7 separate regions of the Mus musculus genome follow, and regions 1, 2, 3, 5, 6 and 7 are each linked to region 4. The links are chromatin contacts, called in public HiChIP or PLAC-seq and promoter capture Hi-C maps. All regions are on one chromosome and are shown on one strand. The core of a region is the stretch at or near the end of the contact, and the rest is flanking DNA. Distances in the headings are between cores, read along the strand shown.

Evidence for each region. Promoter capture Hi-C pulls out the DNA fragments that hold promoters and counts their contacts. HiChIP or PLAC-seq counts read pairs in DNA pulled down with a chosen protein or histone mark.
Region 1: a contact with region 4 is called in a promoter capture Hi-C map of liver, with 2.8 times the contacts expected there. The contact joins the promoter of Gltpd2 here to the promoter of Tnfsf12 in region 4. A contact is called at or near these places in 1 of 39 promoter capture datasets (liver) and 1 of 9 other capture datasets (adipose tissue).
Region 2: an H3K4me3 HiChIP or PLAC-seq map of bone marrow-derived macrophages shows a contact between it and region 4, with 6 times the contacts expected there. The contact joins the promoter of Spag7 here to the promoter of Tnfsf12 in region 4. A contact is called at or near these places in 1 of 39 promoter capture datasets (liver) and 2 of 115 datasets of contacts at active chromatin or transcription factors (bone marrow-derived macrophages and pancreatic cancer cells).
Region 3: a FOXA1 HiChIP or PLAC-seq map of pancreatic cancer cells shows a contact between it and region 4. The contact joins the promoter of Mink1 here to the promoter of Tnfsf12 in region 4. A contact is called at or near these places in 1 of 39 promoter capture datasets (liver) and 1 of 115 datasets of contacts at active chromatin or transcription factors (pancreatic cancer cells).
Region 5: a contact with region 4 is called in a promoter capture Hi-C map of liver, with 4 times the contacts expected there. The contact joins the promoter of 4930544D05Rik here to the promoter of Tnfsf12 in region 4. A contact is called at or near these places in 1 of 39 promoter capture datasets (liver) and 1 of 115 datasets of contacts at active chromatin or transcription factors (bone marrow-derived macrophages).
Region 6: a promoter capture Hi-C map of liver shows a contact between it and region 4, with 3 times the contacts expected there. The contact joins the promoter of Pld2 here to the promoter of Tnfsf12 in region 4.
Region 7: a contact with region 4 is called in a promoter capture Hi-C map of liver, with 2.2 times the contacts expected there. The contact joins the promoter of Med11 here to the promoter of Tnfsf12 in region 4. A contact is called at or near these places in 1 of 39 promoter capture datasets (liver) and 1 of 115 datasets of contacts at active chromatin or transcription factors (pancreatic cancer cells).

What each region holds. Positions count from the first base shown.
Region 1 is chr11:70,517,581-70,520,727 of GRCm38.p6, reverse strand. Gltpd2 (glycolipid transfer protein domain containing 2) reads right to left here and starts at 1,519. Exons shown (of 3, transcript NM_146020.1): 1 at 1,250-1,519; 2 at 845-1,011; 3 at 1-757. The coding sequence starts at 1,510. The coding sequence ends at 220.
Region 2 is chr11:70,668,119-70,671,052 of GRCm38.p6, reverse strand. Spag7 (sperm associated antigen 7) reads left to right here and starts at 1,637. Exons shown (of 7, transcript NM_172561.3): 1 at 1,637-1,856. The coding sequence starts at 1,772. Camta2 (calmodulin binding transcription activator 2) reads left to right here. Exons shown (of 23, transcript NM_001190376.1): 19 at 1-45; 20 at 142-162; 21 at 317-504; 22 at 633-707; 23 at 791-1,590. The coding sequence ends at 854.
Region 3 is chr11:70,561,562-70,564,389 of GRCm38.p6, reverse strand. It overlaps Mink1 (misshapen-like kinase 1 (zebrafish)), which reads right to left and starts at 1,509. Exons shown (of 33, transcript NM_001045964.1): 1 at 1,264-1,509. The coding sequence starts at 1,320.
Region 4 is chr11:69,694,642-69,697,505 of GRCm38.p6, reverse strand. It overlaps Tnfsf12 (tumor necrosis factor (ligand) superfamily, member 12), which reads left to right and starts at 1,408. Exons shown (of 7, transcript NM_011614.3): 1 at 1,408-1,910; 2 at 2,065-2,112; 3 at 2,681-2,756. The coding sequence starts at 1,752. Tnfsfm13 (tumor necrosis factor (ligand) superfamily, membrane-bound member 13) reads left to right here and starts at 1,408. Exons shown (of 13, transcript NM_001159503.2): 1 at 1,408-1,910; 2 at 2,065-2,112; 3 at 2,681-2,756. The coding sequence starts at 1,752.
Region 5 is chr11:70,614,185-70,617,249 of GRCm38.p6, reverse strand. It overlaps 4930544D05Rik (RIKEN cDNA 4930544D05 gene), which reads right to left and starts at 1,356. Exons shown (of 4, transcript NM_001145537.1): 1 at 1,246-1,356; 2 at 946-1,146; 3 at 645-852; 4 at 360-492. The coding sequence starts at 1,311. The coding sequence ends at 452. It overlaps Chrne (cholinergic receptor, nicotinic, epsilon polypeptide), which reads left to right. Exons shown (of 12, transcript NM_009603.1): 7 at 1-103; 8 at 181-295; 9 at 1,475-1,589; 10 at 1,664-1,850; 11 at 1,936-2,042; 12 at 2,122-2,367. The coding sequence ends at 2,277. Mink1 (misshapen-like kinase 1 (zebrafish)) reads right to left here. Exons shown (of 33, transcript NM_001045964.1): 33 at 2,768-3,065.
Region 6 is chr11:70,538,766-70,541,735 of GRCm38.p6, reverse strand. Pld2 (phospholipase D2) reads right to left here and starts at 1,464. Exons shown (of 25, transcript NM_008876.3): 1 at 1,122-1,464; 2 at 782-891; 3 at 543-673; 4 at 297-439. The coding sequence starts at 890.
Region 7 is chr11:70,450,515-70,453,414 of GRCm38.p6, reverse strand. Med11 (mediator complex subunit 11) reads right to left here and starts at 1,497. Exons shown (of 3, transcript NM_025397.3): 1 at 1,352-1,497; 2 at 1,077-1,207; 3 at 1-313. The coding sequence starts at 1,436. The coding sequence ends at 176.

The DNA of each region.
Region 1 (3,147 bases), core at 270-2,769, 820 kb before region 4:
ACTAAAGCATTCTTTATTCTTCATTGCTTCTTCCAGCTTCCAGAGGCTGAAGATGAGAGGATCTCACACATCACTGAGACTGCCCTGCTGGGGGTGGGCCTTAACTGTGGTGACTTCACTAAAGAGGACCGCTAGCTACTCTCAGGCCGCCGGTAACCCTGAGTATGTACATCCCTTCCCAGAAATGCCTTTCTGGTCGGTCTCTTGATGCCGCGGCCATCAAGCCAGCTGGAGCAGGCCGTGGCCGGCCAGCAGGCCCTGGGTACGATTGTACACATCCTCCAGGACGCCGGCGGCCCGGGCCAGAGCAACCCGCGCGTCCGCCTCTCCTGTTCCGGGACACGCCAGCTGGAGCAGGCGACCGCGACTCGGGAGGGCCAAGATCGCCAGGCGAGCGGCCTGACGGATAAGCCATGGATGGTGCGGGGCCAGGGCGGTGCTGTAGGCTTCCCCGCACTGCGTGCCCGCATCTGGACCTCCAAGCGTCCCTGTCGCCACCCTGTGGAGGCAGAGCTGGGACCAGCGCAGCGCGCGATGCAACAAAAGTAGCGTTCGAGAGCCCGAGGACCCGGCTGAATGCCCAGGTTCGGTTCCCGGGCGCTGTAGCAATCCTGCTCCCCGCTCCCATGTGATCATAGTCATCAGCGATGTGTAGTGTGAAGCATTGGGGCCGTGCACACGAGCCTCGAGGTCGGTCACCTTGTTGAAGGCCTCGCTGGTGGCAAAGGCGAAGACAGTGCCAAGGGGAGTTAGGAACCTGTTTGGTGGTGGAAGTGGGGAGATGACTTGCGAAACCACAGAATCATTTGGAGGAAGATGGGCTTGGGGAAGGGAGACCACTCACCTAAGTAGTTCTCTCCATCCTGCCAGATACTGAGACAACGCCACATCCCCTTCAGGGCTCATACAGGCCAGGAAGGGGCTCACCATGCGACCCAGCGCCCCATGAGGCCCTAGACAGGGAAGCTCTTCCTTCTCTGGGACCACTAGGGGTCTGGCCGCTGGGCCAGTCTGGGAGATAGATATAAGAGATACATGAAAAGTTCCTAGCCTGCTAGGCCTACTTAGCCACTGTTGGGCCCTGAAGAATGTCCCTCAGGTTTAGCTGGGGTTCCTCCTGGTTATTCTTGACATCTGAAGGGGGGAGGGAACAGAGAGGGAGGAGCCTCCTTTCATTCGATTCTCAGTCTGGTTCCCCTGTTTCTTTGTTGCAGAGTCCCCAGACTCTGGCCTTAAAACTCAAACATACCTGGGAAGGTAGCGGTCTCTCTGGATTGCAGGACTGCACCCCTGCCGGGAAACTAAGCAGGGAGCCGAGGACTGGAGAAGGAGAAGGGAGTTTGAGTCCCCGCAGGCCGGACTGCTGGGTTCTCTGAGCTGGTAAGGGGAAGGGCCACTCATAGAAGAACCATATACTGATGTAAAGAAGTAACAGCGTTAAGATAGCGAAGGGAATTGCATGGCGGAACCAGCGTCCCAGGGCTGGGGACAGTGAGACCCCCATGACCATCGCTGGTGCACCTCACCTAGCTAGTTGGTGGCCTTTCCCTTCCCGTGGTGTCCAGAGGTGCAGAGAGTTAATAATTAATCTATTAAGGACCCCTCCCTTGTGTCCTTTGCCCTAGAGGTCAGATCCTAGGGTGAGAGACATAATGACGATTTGGGGGACATAATATGTGACCTGTCTCTGCATTGCCTTTACCTGTGGGGCTAGCTTGTCGTAAGAGGCAGCGTCTTGTGGGTTCTCCTTAAATCTGGACACGAATCCACTGTAAGCTGCAGATAATGGGCCTTTGTAAATCTCATGTGAGGATCAATTGATAACGCATGTGAAAGCATTCCAAGTGGAAAGCTGACCACAGTTGCCCAATACGTCTTACTTGTTAAGGCTCGAGGATGGGGCTTTAGGCTCTCTCTCTCTCTTTTTTTTTTTTTTACATTCTTGCCGAGAGGTCTGGAAACCTTGGGAATAAAAATTTCAATTCCCCAGGAAGCTTACTGGGCTTCTCTGAAGGAGCCACTGACAAAGAACCTTTAGCCAATGATGGCCTGAGTTAGGGAGGATAAGGCTGTAGCTGAGTCTGCTTGTGAGACTCCTGGCTGAAGAAGATAACAAAGCCAGAACTGAGCTGGCTTCCAAAAATCTTCAGGGTCTCACCAATTATAATAGAACTAACCTAGCACCTAATGAAAATGGTACTAATGTTACTGCTTTGACCCTTACCAATCATATTAGAGGTTACCTAGTCCTTCTGGGAAATTCCCCTAGACCTGCCTAAAAGGATGTCTTGCAAGCCCCTCAAGTCATTGCCATTTTGTTGTGACCCCTGCATGCTGGTAATTTCTGCAGAATAGACGCTCTTTGCCTTTGCACACTATTTGAGTCTGGGGCCTTCCATCAGTGATTCTTGGACATTATAATTTAATTTTTTGAGCTTCACTTTAGCGTTTCATTCATTAAATCAGTCATTACTTTCCTATGGCAGGCCCTACACTAGACCCCCAGAATACAAAAGTATTTTCATAGCTGGGCACAGTAGCTCAGGTCTTCATGTAACCTTAGGTATTTGGGAGGCTGAGATAGGAATATCAAAAGTTCAAGGCCAGCCTGGATAACTTATCTAGACTCTGTCTTAACATGCTTTATAAAAAGGGACACTCCAACTCTAGTGATAATGTTTAGGCCCAGCATCTGACATACCATTGTAGGTTTCCCTGTAATACAGACTCTAACAAGAAATGGCTATCCAGAACCCCTGTTAATCTTTATTCCAAGAAACTTAGAAAAGCACCCAAATCCACACATGGTGCGTGCCCAGGCAGACTTTGAGGAGTTTGTGCTCTGAGAACTAAAGTCCTAGGGAACCTGCCTAAAACAACAACAACAATGGGTGACCCCACCTGTGCTAAATATGCCCATGACAGGATCTGGCATTCTTTCCTTATTGAGGAGCAGAAAACCAGTGTGTAAGTGTTGACAGCACAAATACAGAGTCAGAAAACGAAGTAAACATTAAGCTTTTTAAAATAATAAAAATCAAATCAAGCCTTGTTCTGTGAACAACATTAAAAATCGTTTAAAAAATTTTTTTTAAAGTATAAAATGGGTTAGGGATATAGTTCAGTGGTAGTGTCTTCCTGGAATGT
Region 2 (2,934 bases), core at 388-2,887, 970 kb before region 4:
GTAGCCGCAGCGGTGATCCAACGTTGTTATCGGAAGTACAAGCAGGTTAGAGCATTTTCTCAAAAGTATACCAACACGCGTCCACCTAACCTATCTATCTCTGTGCTATGAGAGCCCTAACGTCCCCTCTCTTTCCACAAGCTGACCTGGATTGCACTTAAGGTATTAGGCATGAGATCTGGGTGTGAGTAGTCTGATTCAGCCGTGGGTGGGTCAGAGAACGGGCTCTACATCAGCCTAATTGAAGGGTGACCTTCAGAGGTTTGGATTTCTGTCTCTCCATTTCAGCTCCTGTCCCCCCTCTCCTTCCCTGCAGTTTGCACTCTATAAGAAAATGACTCAGGCGGCCATCCTGATTCAGAGCAAGTTCCGAAGCTACTATGAACAGAAGCGGTTTCAGCAGAGCCGCCGAGCAGCGGTGCTTATCCAGCAGCACTACCGCTCCTACCGCCGCAGGCCGGGGCCTCCTCACCGGCCCTCAGGCCCCCTTCCTGCTCGAAACAAGTAGGGACCACCCCTTCCTGCCCCTATACAGCCCTCAGTTTACCTCTTTGTTAATGCCCACTACCTCTATCGGCCCTCCAGCCTTTCCCTACAATGGTCTTAAAGTGGGGACTCTTCTTTCCCACCAGGGGCACCTTTCTCACCAAGAAGCAAGACCAGGCAGCCCGGAAAATAATGAGGTTCCTGCGGCGCTGCCGACACAGGTTCTAACCCCATCCTTACCTCTCTGCCCTGACACCTTTTCTGATCCATCAGTCTCCTCTGACTTGGCTCTGTCTCTCCGCAGAATGAGGGAACTGAAGCAGAACCAGGAGCTGGAGGGGCTGCCCCAGCCAGGACTGGCCACCTGACCTCTCCAACGCCTTTCTTCAAAACCCTGGGAGCCCCTTCTGGCTGTCTAAACAAGGAGAGGGCTTTCGGGACTAGGGGAGCCCCCTGTCGGCAGCTCTTCACCCCTTCACCTTTTTGGGAGCCCTTCGTAGAACCCCCGCCCCCAGGCCTTACACGTTTCCTCCCTTCTGGTTGTGCCTCCTCTTTTGGTCTCCGGCTCCAGAAGACCCACGCCCCACATATCTGCATCTTCAGCTGTGACCTCCGGAGCCCTGCCTGCACCTTCTCCATATCCCCGTTCCTGCCTGCACCTGACTCGGACCTTCCTGACTTGCCTTATTTATTTGTTCGAGAGTCTCTGATGAATGTATCCGCCTCGGTCCCCACCGCTGCCTTCGCTGCGCGCGCCCTCGTGTTTCAGGGGTGACTGCCCCCACCTTGACTCCGCATGTTTGCGTCTGTTTCCTCCTTTCCTGGCCCTGTCTTCCCCATCACCCTGACTCTCTGGTCGCCCACGTAGGGGCCAAAGAGGAGGGGGTGTACATAGGATCGCGAGGCGGAGTCCCGCTCCCGTGGGGAGGGGTGTGTACATAACTGTAACATACAGAGTATAGTGAAGAATCTATTTAAGGCGCTGCGCGGCCGGGCGTCTGATTCCCTGGCGCGGCGGGAGCCCCCGGCTGGCTCCACGAGCACTTTCTACTTGTGCATGGGCTTGGTTTATACGAATTGCCATTAAACGTCTCTGCACCAGCTAGCCTCCGGCCTCTCTCTGCTGGGGGCGGGGTAGGAAGGTCGCCACGCAAGTCGCCGGCCTCATCTCGCTGCCTTAAGCGGGGCGGAGCAGCGCGGTTTTTCGCTTCCGACGTGTTTCCGGCCTTAAAGGCATTTCGTCCTTCCCTTTAAGACGCACCGCCCCCTCTCACTCATTCCCAAGATGGCGGACCTACTGGGCTCCATCCTGAGCTCCATGGAGAAACCACCCAGCCTCGGTGACCAGGAGAGTCGGCGCAAGGCCCGAGGTGAGGATCCCAGATTCACAACCGCGTATCTTCGCCCGATTCTTGGGACCACACTCTTCCCTCTTTGAATAATGCCACCTCCTACCCTAACAGACCCCCCACAGGCCACTTCTGAGACCCTCAGAGTCCCTAAAAGGCCTGTCGGCCCGCCCGCTGTCTTTTGCAAACAATGATTGGCTACCTCAGCCTGCCTTCTACCTCCAGTCTCTTCTTCCTATCCTCGCCTTTTACAGTCCTTGTTTGCGATTGGTCAACGGGCCTGCCTGTCTGCTGTTGGTGAGCTCTGATTAGTAGGATGCCTTTCTTCCGATTGGAGGATGTCGTATCCATCGCCTCGGTCCCGCGAATCTCCAGTTCTATTACGATTGAGTTTAGGGCACGCCCATCCACCCGTCTGTTCCCCTCTATTGGCTAGCTCAGCCAAAAGCTCTACCTTTAAAGTGTTACCTTTTCTGACCGACCTCAGCCTCAGCTCCTCCCATTGGTTGGCTGGATCCTCCTATCTTTATGCCCCTTCTTGAGTTGACCCAGTCCCTCATACCTTCCACCGCCCTTTCCTAACTATAGCCTTAAATTCCTGTGCTGCCCAACTAGATCGTGATGTTGATTGGAGAGATGAGAATGCCCCGCAGGCTCCGATTCGCCATCTCTCCTTCCCAGCCCCCGCGCTGAGTAGCTAACCAGAAAGCTCGCTGGGGTTTGGCAGCCAGGGTAGGGTGCGGCCCGAAGTGGCCTGCCCTGTATTGGCTTGGAGCGCATGTGAAGGACTTTATAGAAAGGATAGCCTTAGGTGCATCCAGCTCCCAACCACGTGAGCCTTGGTCGTGGATAAGTCTCCTACCCGCACCTACTACCCATCTGCTCAAAGGAGGCAAGACAGGATGCTTTCAGAATGTTCAAAGACTGTTAAATATCTGTACTCCCTTATTTACAAAACTTGTGAAGCCAAAGATGCTCATCAAGGAGATTATAGACCATGTCTGGGACGTTTATTAATGATCATACGGAATTTTAATAACCAATTAATATACATGTGTAGGAAAGATTAATTGGGAGTCCCAGGCTTGTCTGAAATGAG
Region 3 (2,828 bases), core at 260-2,759, 870 kb before region 4:
TCTCATAACCCAACGTTGCACCAAACAAATTATGACCTGAATGGCAAGGGAGGGAAAAAAAAAAAAAAAAAAAAAAAAACTGTGTCACCTAGAGAAACCCAATTAACAACATGACTCTGCTCTCTTCAATTCTCTCTCCCCTCCAGTCATATCCGGGGCACTTGTGAGGTGGCTGCCTTTTCCCTGGGTAATTTACAAGCCAGAAGCCAATGTGTACAGAGACCTTCTGAGAAGGTAAGCATGAGGTGGGGAATCCTGCTCTAGCTACACCTACGCCGCCGGTTGGGAAAGCTCACCGGGCATGGAATCAAAACACCACCTGGGAGACAGTCTGGAATGGTTCACCTTGAAATTTCTATGTTGCCCTTAAGACAAAGCTGCCCGCTAGAGAACACTTACAAATGCTGAACTGAAAATTCCGGGAGGAGAGAGAGTAAGTGCCCCACGTGGAACAATAAATGGGTTATTTGAAAGCATTCCTGACACAGTTGTTTCCTCTTAACCGCTTCCCTAATGAACCCCTCCCTCCAACTCTCCTTTGCCTCCACTCCCACTAGTTCCCTCCCTACTGACCTCAGGCAGCGTGTTGTGTGTGCGTGTGTGTTTGTGTGTGTGTGTGTGTGTGCTTGTACATGTATGTAAACATCGTCTTCCGGCCCGAGTTTCCGAGGAAATCCAGGCTTCCCTTCCTCCCACTGTGCACTTGTCTGTCCTCCCAGCCCCACGCGGCTGCAGAGTTAGTAATGTAATATTCAGGGACCCCGAGACCGGAAATGCCTGGGTCTGAAAAGCTGCACTTGAAACACGAGAAAAGGGATAGGGAAAGTGAACGTGGGATGGAGACGTAGGAGGTGTGTGGGGTGGAGCGAGGAGGTGAAATCCGCCCAACTTGCAATTTAGGGGTAGGCGAGGAAGAAAACGAGGGATGAGGGGGAGGCTGAGGCAGTTGCAAAGTCAAAATTCCAGGAGCCAGAAGAGGAGGTGGAGGAAGCAGACATGAGGGCCGAGAGAGGGGGGACACAAGAAAGGCTCTGCAGGTGATGCAGGGCTGTGTTTAGGGACACCAGAGGTGACCCTCAAACGCCTATAAAGGAGGGGACTCGGATCCCAGCAGCAAGGTAGGGGTGGCACGCAAGTGTGGGGGAGGGCAGCACAGGGTGGGGACCAAACTGGCTCCCAGAATCTCCAGAGGGCGAACCCCCGGGCGGCGAGAGCTCGGGGTAAGGGCAGGGGTCGCGGGCGCGAGGCTGGGGTGGTGCTCACCCGCAGGGCAGACAGGTCGATGTCGTCCAGGCTGCGGGCGGGGGCTGGGTCGCCCATGGCCGCCGCGGGGCCACTCACGCTCCGGCTCGCTCACTCCGCTGCCGCCGTCGCCGCTTCTCCCCCATCGGGGGACTCGAGGGGCGGGCTCCACCGCGCCTGCCCCGAAGGCCGGGGAGGGGGAGGGCCAGCGGGAGGACCGACCCAGCGGCTGACAGGCGCTCTCACCCGCGCGCCTGCAACCCGAGTCGCCGGCTGCCCTGCGCACGCGCAGAGCCGACCGTGACGCGAACGCGCCGGGCGCCCCCTCCTGCGGGGCGCCGACACCTGCGCGCAGGCGCAGGAGAGCGGGCGGAGGGCGAGCGCGGACCCAGTCTCGCTAGAGCCTGGAGTGGAAGGAGCGCGACCACCCGCTGGTGCGCGTGCGCATACACCTTCCCTTCCTTTTCCCCCTTTTATTATTGTTGCCTCCTCTCCTCTAGTTCCTTCGTTGATCTTTATTTGACTCCTTTTCTTCCCTTTCCCTCTTTCGTGTGCCCAGCTGCCAATCAAACCACCTACCTCTCGATTTGCGGGGGAAGGGAGGCGGGACCCAACCCCCTCTATTACTAGGGGGGTTGTTATGGTAACTCCCCACGCGAGGGCTGCTGGCCTCTAGATAGGACGTGCTGTCCACCCACCCAATTGCCATGGTAACAGTGGAGCCGCTGAAGGAGGGGCCACTCCGTGAGAACTTGGCTGGAGAAACCACGTGGGAGGGAAGGACGGGGCTACTGTCTGCCCTTTACTCCCTTTCTAGGCTGGAGTGGGGATGTTGGGAGCAGATAGGCACTCCTACTGCACACGTCTGTATCTGCTTCTCTTAGCACAGTGTTCTGCAGGAAAGAACTATCCCTGGAGTTGCTAGTGGTAAAGCAGAAGAAACTGTATCCAATCCCTTCAAATGTTTTTCCAGCTCCTCAGATCTACTCCTGTTGGCACAGCACCTCCAGCCGGTTAGTCTCACTAGAGGATGGGTGAGGCTTTGTAACTATAGACAGACATGTTCTGCCACTGACTAATGTGTTGTCTGACCCTGAGCAAGCAAATTTGCCTCTGGGCTTTTCTTTCTCTATGAAGTTGAGGGGAGAAGGTTCTGAGTTTTCAAGAGCTCTTCCAACACTAACACTCCCTCTGAAAATGAATATAAACATTGCTTAGGTGAGCTTGAATTCTCTGGAGGCTTCTTGGCACATTTGGGTGCACATTCAAACTTGCTCCGGGTACTCTCCTGACTCATTTACCTTGCCCCTGATATGCAAGCCACAATCCCCATTTGGCCTTCCCACATGGCCTCTCTGCCTGGCACCTTCGATTAAATTCTTCATTATCCAGAAGTGATTTTTTTTTCTAAAACTTAAATCTGGCATCATTGTCCTGTTTAAAACGGTTTTCTGAACCCCACCATTCAGGAAGCTGAGGCAGGAGGATTACATTTTCTATTAGCCTGGACTATAAAATGACAGGGGGAAAAAAAAAAAAAACAAAATGAGAAAAAAAAAAAAAAAAAAAAAAAACACCGTTTGATG
Region 4 (2,864 bases), core at 159-2,658:
CTTGAATCTAATGTCTTTCTTCTTGTTTCTTCTCTGCTTGTAGTTGGTCTTTGCTGCTTTATAGGTTCTTTTCCCCACTTTTATTTTTTCTTCTTCTTCGAGACAGGGTTTCTCTGTGTAGCCCTGGCTGTCCTAGAACACACTGTATAGAACAGGCTGGCCTCAAACTCAGAAATTCGCCTGCCTCTGTTTCCCAAGTGCTTTCCCACCTTTTATTACCCCACACCCTGTGTCTCACCTCCTATCATTAGATAGAAGAAAAAGGACAGCCGGGCCTGGTGGCACACACCTTTAATCCCAGCACTGGGGAGGCAGAGGCAGGTGGATTTCTGAGTTGAGGCCTGGTCTACAGAGTGAGTTCCAGGACAGCCAGGGCTATACAGAGAAACCCAGTCTTGAAAGAACAAAAAGCAAAACAAAACAAAACAAAAAACTCTCCTCAGGGCTGGGCAGTAGTGGCACACACCTTTAATCCTAGCACTCAGGAGGCAAAGACAGGTGGATTTCTGAGTTCAAGGGCAGCCTGGTCTACAAAGTGAATTCCAGGATAGCCAGGGCTACATAGAGAAACCCTGTCTTGAGAAAAACAAAAAACAAACAAAAACCACAAAACCAAACAACCAAACAACAACAAAAACAAAATTTCAGAATTGTCACCACACCATCTCCCCTAAAACAAGGGGCAGAGCTAGTGAGGCAGCTGTCTCTGGCCTCCTGCTCAGATAGCTGCACACTGTACACATAAACAACTTTACAAACTATCTTTTTTTTTTTTAAAGATTTATTTATTTATATGTAAGTACACTGTAGCTGTCTTCAGACACTCCAGAAGAGATCTCGTTATGGTCGTTATGGATGGTTGTGAGCCACCATGTGGTTGCTGGGATTTGAACTCCTGACCTTCAGAAGAGCAGTCAGGTGCTCTTACCCACTGAGCCATCTCACCAGCCCACAAACTATCTTTTAAAAACATATTCTTTATTGCAGAGGTGGTGATCCATGCCTCCAGGGTGCATTAATCCCAGCACTCAGGAGGCAGAGGCAGGGGGATCTTTCTGAGTTCGAGGCCAGCCTGGTCTACAGAGTGAGTTCCAGGACAGCCAGGGCTACACAGAGAAACCCTGTCTTCAAAAACCAAAAAAACCAAAAAAACAAAAAAACACCCAAAACCAAACAAAAAGAACAACAACAACAAAACCCAAACCAGGATGAGCTGAAAAAATAACCTATGCTGGGAAGGAGGTAATTAGCAGACTTGAAACAAGTTGGGGGGAATTCTGGAAGAGGGAATCTCAACTCAGAAACTGAGTCCATCAGATTGGCCTATAGGCAAGCCCTTTGGGGGCATTTTCATGATTAATGATTGCCGTGGGAGGGCTCAACATACTGGGGCGGTGCTGAGTTCCTGGGGCCAGGGCCCGCGTCCCATCCCTGGCACACTGGCCTGGGTGGGTGCCTGTCCACTTCTGCTTTCACTGGCCCTCAGAGTTCTTGGTCTGGAGTGCCACTGCGGTCGCCTGCCTGCACGCGCCCGGGCGCAGGACGTCTCTTACTTCTTGCACAGCACTCCGGGGAGGTTGGAGTTTAATCACACAAACAGTGTCCGGCTTCCTGTCCTCATCCGCCCCCCCTCCGGCCCGCTTCCCTGGTCCCTCCCTCTCCCCTGGCCCGATCCGCCCACCAGCTCCCCCTCCCCATCCCTCGGGTCCCGGGATGGGGGGGCGGTGAGGCAGGCACAGCCCCCCGCCCCCATGGCCGCCCGTCGGAGCCAGAGGCGGAGGGGGCGCCGGGGGGAGCCGGGCACCGCCCTGCTGGCCCCGCTGGTGCTGAGCCTGGGCCTGGCGCTGGCCTGCCTTGGCCTCCTGCTGGTCGTGGTCAGCCTGGGGAGCTGGGCAACGCTGTCTGCCCAGGTGAGGCCCTCAGCATACCCCTTTCTGGGTATCTTAGGAGCAGAAAGTGCAGAGAAGCAGATGGGGGCCGGGTGGGCAGAGGGCCAGGGGATCGGAGAAGGGGTGGAGGATGAGATGTCAGAAGGACAGGGTGACGCTGCCTCCTTCCCAGCAGGAGCCTTCTCAGGAGGAGCTGACAGCAGAGGACCGCCGGGAGCCCCCTGTGAGTAGGTGTGGATGCTGCGTTCGGGATGCCAGCATGGAAAATGTGTCTAAACTGAGCGTTGGCTTGCTGTGACAGTTGTGTGAGGTGTGTGCAGGGAGACTCCAGCTGGCACTAGTTTAAGACTGAGTGTGCGGAGTGAACCAGCCCACGTGGGTATGTCGGTGTGTACAAGAGGGTGATCTGGATATAAGGGGGCAACTTTACCAAGGTGAGAGTTGTGCTGCCCGAGTGGAAAGTGCTGATTGGCTGTGACGTCTGAACCAGATACCAGAGAATGATAATGTATCACCTATGCATACATGCTGTCTGTCTCTGCCCCACCTTCCTGAGATCCTGTGCAGGTGTGTGTGTGTGCGTGTGCGTGTGCGTGTGCGTGTGCGTGTGCGTGTGTGTGTGTGTGAGTAGACTGCAGGTTGTTGATTGGGGCTGAGCCTCACTCTCCAGTTTGGCCAACCCCTAACCTCCCAGGTTTTGTGTCTGTTACTGGCTGATGGTTCTTCTGACAGGCTCTTTGCTTGTTTGTCTCTGGGAGGTCCTGTTTGAACCCTGCCCTTAATTCCTCTAGGAACTGAATCCCCAGACAGAGGAAAGCCAGGATGTGGTACCTTTCTTGGAACAACTAGTCCGGCCTCGAAGAAGTGGTGAGCATCTGTCCCTATGTCCCAGTCTCAGTAACAAGATTCTTTGGTTCATATACTGCTTTGCTCTGAATTCACAGCAGTATTATGAAGTGAGCAGAGGGGGGAAAA
Region 5 (3,065 bases), core at 107-2,606, 920 kb before region 4:
CTCATCATCCGCCGGAAGCCGCTTTTTTACGTCATTAACATCATTGTGCCTTGCGTGCTCATTTCTGGCTTGGTGCTGCTCGCTTACTTCCTGCCTGCGCAGGGTAAGGGGTGACCCTGACTCCTGAACCCCAGGCTGGGCTTGCTCCCTGGCTTGCCTCTCACAGCTTGCTCCCTCTAGCTGGTGGCCAGAAATGCACGGTCTCTATCAACGTCCTGCTAGCCCAGACTGTCTTCTTGTTTCTAATTGCCCAGAAAATTCCAGAGACTTCTCTGAGCGTGCCACTGCTGGGCAGGTAATCTCAAAGTGGATCCCACAGAGATAGGGGCATGCATGGAGAATGTAGCCAAAGAAGGCTTGCATAGGGACCTGGTGTTGTCCCGTTCTGGACTTTTATTTGGACACAGGGTTGGACTGGGACAGTGATGGATTATCTGTTCCCCCATTCTCCTCACTGCTGCTGGGCGACACCTTGAGGTTTCCCGAGTCTCTCTGTTAAGAGGACAGTATAGTTCAGCATCTCCTTAATCATACCTCCTCTGACCCATGTCGCACCCTTTATCCCAAACGCACCGGATCCCCAGGGACCCCAAGGCCCAGTTGGCATAGGGTTTGTGGCAGAGATGAGGTAGACCCGTGCAAACCTCGTCCACACAGGTACAACCACGCCCCCTGGATCAGGTACCGGGCACTTGCGCCAGCTGCCGTTCCAGCTTGCCGAATCCCCTGCCCTGCGGCCAGGGCTACACGGGCCAGCGCCCTACCAGGATCCCCAGTGTCTGGGGCTGGGCCTGGGCAGTCGTTGCCGCCGTCCAGTCGCTGCACCTCCTGCTGCAGCCACAGGGCCGAGATCTACATTGGGGCATATGGGCTAGAGGTCCTTGCTTTTGTTGGCCTAGCCCTCTCCCCCTTTTATTCCCATCCCTCAGCCTCCCAGAGCAGCACCTCTAACAAGGTGGCTCCAAAGCTCATGATGCTGGCTGCAGCTTCTCTTAGCACCAGCCCTAGGGTGGCCTTCTGGGTGGGCGACTTGTCGGATTCCAGGGGGTCCTGGGACTTAAGCTCTCTGAACCTTTGCACCAGATATTCGTGAGCTGCGGCCACAGCAAGTTCCAGGGAAGATAGAAGTGGAGGCTGTAAGGCCACCTGGAGGAGCAAGGGTAGTGAGTGGAATGATCACATGGAAAGGGCCATAGCAGGAAGAGCTGGGGACCTCTCCAGATTCTGCCATTCTAATACCCTCACCTCGGTGGAGCTGTGGAAGTGGTAGACCCACAGCAGGGTGTCCAAATTGCTGGGAATCCCCTTCATGTCCGCAACAGATGGTATATGCAGAAGGGCCAGGACAATACTGGCATCGTTGAGGAGGATCAAGAAGTAACGCCACCAGCTGTGCGGAGGTGGTATTTGTGAGGTAGAGGGCAGCTAGTGCCTTGTTTGTGGGGTGCTGTGACATCAGGCTTCTGTATATCAGGTATCTTATATTCGTCATGGTGGTTGCCACGCTCATTGTCATGAATTGCGTCATCGTGCTCAACGTATCTTTGAGGACGCCAACGACTCATGCTACATCCCCTCGGCTGCGCCAGGTAAGCGCTGGTTGGAGAAAGTACTGCCCAGGGGTGGGAAGCGGGCTTGGAACCTCTCTCTGCCCCGGCTGCAGATTTTATTAGAGCTGCTGCCGCGTCTCCTGGGCTCGAGCCCACCCCCAGAGGATCCCCGAACTGCCTCACCAGCGAGGCGTGCCTCGTCTGTGGGCATTCTGCTCAGAGCGGAGGAGCTCATCTTGAAAAAGCCGCGGAGCGAACTCGTGTTTGAGGGTCAGAGGCATCGGCACGGAACTTGGACCGGTAAGCACTGCTCTTGGGTCAAAGGCATACACTCGCCGTTAGGGACGCTCTTTTAATGACCTAGCGCTTGCTGTTGCCTTAGCAGCAGCCCTCTGCCAGAACCTGGGTGCTGCAGCCCCAGAAATCCGCTGCTGTGTGGATGCTGTGAACTTTGTGGCTGAGAGCACAAGAGACCAGGAAGCCACTGGAGAGGTGGGTTGGGAGGTTGAGGCGGAGCAGTGCTAGATGCCCCGCCCTCCAGGCTCCTCCCTCGCTAAGCTCTCTCTCACAGGAACTGTCCGACTGGGTGCGTATGGGGAAGGCCCTGGACAATGTCTGTTTTTGGGCAGCTTTGGTGCTCTTCAGCGTTGGTTCTACTCTCATCTTCCTTGGGGGTTACTTCAACCAAGTTCCTGATCTCCCTTACCCACCGTGCATCCAACCATGAGCCTGCACTGGCACCCACCTCTCCCCCACCCCCCAAGAAAGAGATTTTGAAAACAGGCCGCTGACAATAAATCTGGTTTGTGAACTTGCAGGAGGGGTTGTGTGGTCATGTGGGTGGGTCCAACTCCTCAGGGAAGTAGAAGATGGGTGGGTGGTTTGGTCAGGCACTTGGAGGCAATTGGTTCAATTTTGCTCTTGGCTCCTTCTAACCTAAAGAATGTTTATCTAGTTGATAGCCAATGAGGTTTTTACAAGACCCAGATATAGAAACACTGAAGCCAGAAGTCTGGCCTGGCCCTGCTGGGGCTGGTAAAAACTATTCTCAAAGGGTCCTACCGTGTCAGGACTGATCCCTGGCCTATTCATCCACCTTACTTCGTCTCTATTATCACAGTAACTTCACAGAGCCTAATGCCTTTCCTCTACCCTCTGCATTCTCAACTCTCAAATCTCTCCAGGATTGAGAGAGAACAATAGTAGGATCTCAAAATGGTGGAAGCTGGTTGAATTGTCTTTATTAACAAAGGGGATATATCCAAGGCCACTACATTGAGAAAGGATACAGGAGGGAGAAGGGCTACTTGCTGCTCACACTATATACAGATGCAAGCAAGGGAGGATAAAGGCTGGGAGCTCTGAGCTCTCTCCTTCTAGGGAAGGGGAGAGGCTAGAAGGGGTGGGAGTGGGGAGGAAAGGGGGGAATGTTTTGGCTATGGGGTCCCTCCTCCATTCCCTGGGGGTTGGGGGGGAATCATTAAAGTGCTTTCAGAAAATGAGGAATGGTCCCTG
Region 6 (2,970 bases), core at 215-2,714, 840 kb before region 4:
AAGAAGAAAGGCAGAAGAAAGAAAGGGTCTCTGTCCTGGGAATGGAGACAACTGGGAGGAGGGGGTTGCTAAGGACAATTCTGGGCATCCAGCCTGGCTAAAATATTGGCACAGTACTATGGAGGAGATCCAAGCAGGGAAAGTTTCCTGGGAACCAGGGACAAGGGAGGGGGCACGGCACAGAGCTGAGGAAGGAAAATGCCCAGGGGATAAGAGTCAGACAGACAGGAGTGAGTGAGGCTGCCATGGGGTGAGAAGTACCTGCCTTTCACGGGAAGCAACCGAGTTCTACTCACCGAGCCAAAGGGAGCAGACTCATCAAGACTTTGTGTCTCTGGAGGTCCCGATGCAGCTCCTGAAAGTGTCGGAACTTCTTCTTGGTTGTCCAGGTAAAGTCACCATGCGTCAAGCGAACAGAATATAGAGTACAGGTTCCCACCTGGGGATATGAAAATCTAAAATATGTCTTCTGGCCCAACCCAGGCCTCCACTTGGGCCAGGACTCCCTCTCTCGCCTTCCCTGGTATCCGCTGGTGACTGACCTTGGATCCGCTGGTGTATCTTTCGGTGCCCACCACCTGGGCTATAACAGGGACCCCAGGGGCGAACACCAAGGGGTGTGCTTTCAGAGGCTGAAGGTCATAGATGGCCAGATAGGGATGCATTCGATCAGCTGGGAGGGGAAAAAAGCAAAACAAAAACAAAACAACCCAAGGGTGTAAAGATCTCAGGAGGCCTCAGATCCCTATCTCCCCTCTCTGGGAGCCATCTCCCTCTATACCTGGATCCTCTCCTTCCCTCAGAGTGTCAACCTCATCTGGCTCCATGTGCAACTGGCTGGAGTTCAGATAGTCCCCATAGGGAAAGAGGTTCTTCTGGGTTACAGTCATCCTAGGAATATGAGGAAGCCTCAGGAAGGGACTCGCCCTACAGAAACACCCCTTCCCCATCCAACGCCCCCGGTCGGTCCTCTCCCGTCTTACTCAGTGACTCTCAACGTCTAGGGTTGTAGACCGACGCCCCTCTAACACCCACCCCTGCAACCTCCATTCCCTCCCCCAGCCTTCAACCAGAGCCTCTCAGCCCCGCTTCTCATTCCAAATTCAGGTCCAAAAAAGCACCTAGCTAAGGTGGGATGGCCTCGAACTGGGGCGAGGTTAAGTCCAAGGGAGGAGCCCTGGTGACAGCGAGGCTCGAAGTCAGGTCAGACTGGCTGGAAGCAAGGGTCCGGGCGGGAATGAGGAAGTTGCGCGCTCCCCGCCCAGGAGAGAGATCCCGAAATCTGGACGAGCGGCTGAGTCAGAAGGCCGTTGCAGCTCCAGCCCGACAGCGTCCCCGCCCGGTTCCCGGGGCTCCGGACCTCAGCCGCGCCACGTCCCGGGCCCCCGCACCCTGGATGCGGACCCCGGCGCCCGTGCGGGTTCGCAAGCAGGCAGAACTCAGCCAGGAGCCTACACCCCAGAGGGCCGGGGCGGGGCCGGGGTTCAGAGCCTGCCCTCGGGGGGCGGGAAGGCCCCCAGGGCTCACCTCCACGACTGTCGCGTCGACTGGGTCCCGCCCCCGCCGTCCTCTGCCCGCCCTGCGTTAGAGACGCCCGGGCCCGGGCCGCCCACTCCGGAGGCCGCCCACTCCCCAGGGCTGTCTTCTTCCTCCAGCTGCCCTCGGGGCACCTGCTGGCTATGTCCAGCACCCCCCAGTGTGCGATCCACGTAGTGCACATTCCTCTACTGCGCGCGCGCGCGCGCGCGGCCATTGGGTAGTCTGGTCCCCAGCACTGCCTGGAATCCGGGCAGAACGGCCTGGGTTGCGAGGACCTGCAGATGTCCCCTTGGTGGGCCCGGTACAGATAGCCTTTGTTGATGGAAGGTAATAAGAGCATAAAAAGCCGAGTGACTGCCAAGTTCGTTGCTGTATGAGAAATCGCATTCTTCATTCTTGAAACGCTCTTTTAACGCAGGAGTGATTAGCCCGACACTGAGCGACAATAACAGACCAATTTCGGAACCTGGAACCTAATCGCCTGTAAATTTCAGTCTGGAAAAAACTTTTTTTCCCCAGATCCTAAAGGCTGTCCTTTTTTTCCCTTCCAAATTTCCGCTGAATCATCATTTGAATTGTTTTAGGTTTTGTTCACTGGAAATGAACCTCCAATAAACATTTATGTGCCAGTCATTTTTGTGGACTTATTATTTTAATTCCTCTTCTGTAAACAACTAGAGTGGAACTACTGGGTCATATAAGTGTATGTTTAACTTACTGTTTGCTGTCGAGGTCTGGGCTTGGCAGTTTGTAGCTCAGCAGCACAGAGAATTGGAGAGAGTATTGTGAAGCTTGGGCATTGAGACCAGCTGAGGCTACACAGCAAAACACTGCTGAAAAAACAAACCCCGGGGCTGGAGAGATGGCTCTGTGCATGAGCTGAGGACCTGAGTCTGATTCCTAGCACCCACATGGCTGCTCACCAAGCAGTCCCCAGGGGATCTGATGTTCTCTTCTTGCCTCTGTGGCCACTGCACACACAAAACATTTATACACACAAAGCCAAAATAGAGAAAACAATTAAATACAAAAACTTTCCAAAATGGCTCTTCTATTTTATATTTCTAAAAACCAGTGTATGGTACTTCTGTTGTAGCTGCTCCATAGCACGGTGCACATTCAATTCCATAGATCCTTCCTGTTATCCATTAGAGTGGTCTGAAAGGTTTACCACTGCAGTCTTAATTGTACATCTCTGAATATTAACAGCGTTAACTGTATTTCCTATTGTCTTAGTTAGGGTTTTACTGCTGTGAACAGACACCATGAAAGGCAACCCTCATAAGGACAACATTTAATTGGGGCTGGCTTACAGGTTCTGAGGTTCATTATCATCAAGGCCGGATCATGGCAGCATCCCAGGCAGGCATGGTACAGGAGGAGCTGAGAGTTCTACATCTTCATCTGAAGGCTGCTAGCAGAATACTGGCT
Region 7 (2,900 bases), core at 248-2,747, 760 kb before region 4:
AGGGCCGTCTTGCTGGAAGAGTCAGAAGAGATGTGTGTACACTGGGGCTTTGGATTCTTCAGTTCTCCTTTCTGCCTTGTGGTCCTCGTCTGCCCTGACCAGTAGGGCACGTGTATGATGCACTGCTCCCCATCCTACGGTCTCTGGTGCAGGGCACACTCTGGATCATCCGAACTCAGTTCTCCAGCATCTGCTCACAGGTTCTCGCCACATCACTAATCTTGAGGCGGGCGTAGTCTACTCGCTTTAGAGCCATTTGACAGTCCTTCCTGGAAGAGTAGCTGGAGCCCTCATGCGGCTGCCCTGTGGCCACCTACAAGTCAGATCAATCAATGGGGTACTGCCTCTCTTTACCACCCACAACCGGGCAGTATTATTTCTCTGGTCTCACATCTTTCCCAAGTTTGATCTACATTAGTTGACTGGTAACTCAGTGTTCTAAGGCAACAACAACAACAACAAAAAAAAAAAAAAAAGAAAAAGCTTAACCACTGTGTGAACCTCATCTATGAAATAGGGACCACAGCGAATACTTCCTAGAGTTTTAGGATATGCCCAGCACACCACAGATGTCAGTAAACAGTAGCAGCTGGAGTAAAGACTCTGGAAGCCTCTTAGCGATGTCTGTCTTCTTAGTCCCCAAGCAAATATGGCCTCACAAGTTTCTGGGAACAACGTTCGGTAGCTTCAGTATTTATTTATTTATTTATTTTTATTTATTTATTTCAGTACCTGGGCCTCTTTATGGTAGGTAAGTGCTCTAACACAGAGCTCCAACTCTCTTTCTGACCTACTGGGTCTGAATTGCCCAGACAAGTTTTGAACTTGTGATCTTCCAGCCTCAGGCACTTAAGTAGCTCAGAATACCGGCCTGTGCCAGCTGGTATGCCTAGGGTATTGTTTATACACCCTAGACATTTTTAATCCTTTCCTTTTAGAGGACTAAACCAGCCCTGAAATGAAAGTACCTATCGCGTAAGAGGCAGTCTTACCTAGCTAAAGCTCAGGGAATCCCCAAGGCTAGGGCGTTGGTTCAGAGCTGGGGTCCCCGCCCAGCACCTTCTAGACACACCCACCTGAGTGAGGTAGCGGATTTGAGCGGATAGCTCTGCCTCCACGTGCTGCACAGAAGTGGTGAAGGCTGCCGCCTGCCGGTCGAGGAGCCGCTCGTTAGTCTTTTCCTTGGACAGTTCCAGGATCGCCGTTCCTGCCAGGGCGGGGAGAGGGCGATGTCAGACCCAGGCTTCAGACTCAGCCCCGCCCTAAGGCTAGCATTCAGGTCCCGCCCCAACTGCACGCAGAGTCCCGGGCTGGTCTTCACCCCTTGCCGTCTGCCCCTCGCTTCCCGAACCTGCGTTCTGGAGGATGGCGCCGATTTCACGCTCGATATCCTCCAGGGCGCGCAGCCGCTCGTTCGCCAGACTGTAGGTAGCCATCGTTCCAGTGGAAAGCCCCACAGGCCGTCTTTTGCGAGGTGTGGCGCCACAGCCCGGAAATGCCTGTTAATGTGCGCCTGCGCAGAGGCCACTGCAGCGAACACTACAATTCCCAGGATGCTCAGCGCGGCCTCGCCCTTCCGAGTCTACCTGGTCTAGTCTGACTGCCAGGGCGCTAATGCCAGGCCAGACAGGGGTGGAAAGAGGCGGTTATTGACTTGTTTTCTGACAGGATCTCAGTTTAGACCAAGTTGGCCTGGAACTCATAGAGATCCTCTGGTGTAATAGGTCTGTCAAAAATGAAGATAGTTTAAAGAGATACTTGTATCTCTTCAGTCTTGACTATCAGAACTTGTCTTCCAGAAAGAGATTTTACACAGTTCTAACAACTTGTCAGACCACTTTACAGGATGAGACTGAAGCCCAGATAATGAATAGTCAGTGATGGGTGTGACCACACACCTTGACTGAGGGTGGGGGTGCGGGTGGGGGTGGGGTACTTAGATGTGCACAACCTTGCTCTATTTAAACTTTGATGTTGCGTTAGCACCCTGAAGACTGACTTGAGGGGGCTTGCCGGATCTCTTTGTCACTCTTCCCAATGTGGCCACATTGGATACGTCTCCTTTTTTAACTTTCCATTTTTAATTGGCTTATTAAAGAAGGGTGGCCAGACATGACTTGGGCACTAGTCTTCCCCTCACCCCCTTCCCCACAAATTGAGTATCACTGCCTCTGCCTCCCTAAATACTGGGATTAAAGATATGAGCCACCACTGAAACAGCCCTGTGGCCCAAAGCCACTCAGACCTCTCTGATTTAGTTAACTGTCTGACTTACTGAATTTATAAGAATTTATTATTAAGCATTGGCCCTGGGCCAGGTGATGACAGTGGGAGTTCAAGTGGGTTCCTCCATACTGGGTAGTCATGGGCTCTTTGGTGGCCAACCTCTCCCAAGGAAAGCATGACATTCTCCGTGCCTAAGGCTTCTTCCTGATCCTGAGCCCAGCTCATTCTCATGTCCTGGTTCCTTCCCTCGACCTTTCTGTCTTTGATTATCAATTAGGTGTGCTAGGCTCTATGGATATAGAGATAAATGAAATGTTCTCTCACTCAATGGTGTTTGTTAGCTTATTTTATTTTATTTGGTTTTTTTGAGACAAGGTTTCTCTTTGTAGCCCTGGTTGTCTTGGAACTTGCTCTGTAGGTCAGGCTGTCCTCGAACTCACCAAGATCCGCCTGCCTCTGTCTCCTGAGTACTGGGATTAAAGGTGTGCATCACCACTGCCCACCAAGATTTATTTATTTAATTTGGTGAGTAAGGGTATTTTGTATCTGTATGTGTGTCTGTGAGTGATGTGCATGCATTGCTCATGGAGGTTAGAGAGGACATTGGATTGTTTAGAACTGGAGCTGTAGGCAGTTTTGAGGTACTGTGTGGTTGCTGGGAATTGAACAGGTTC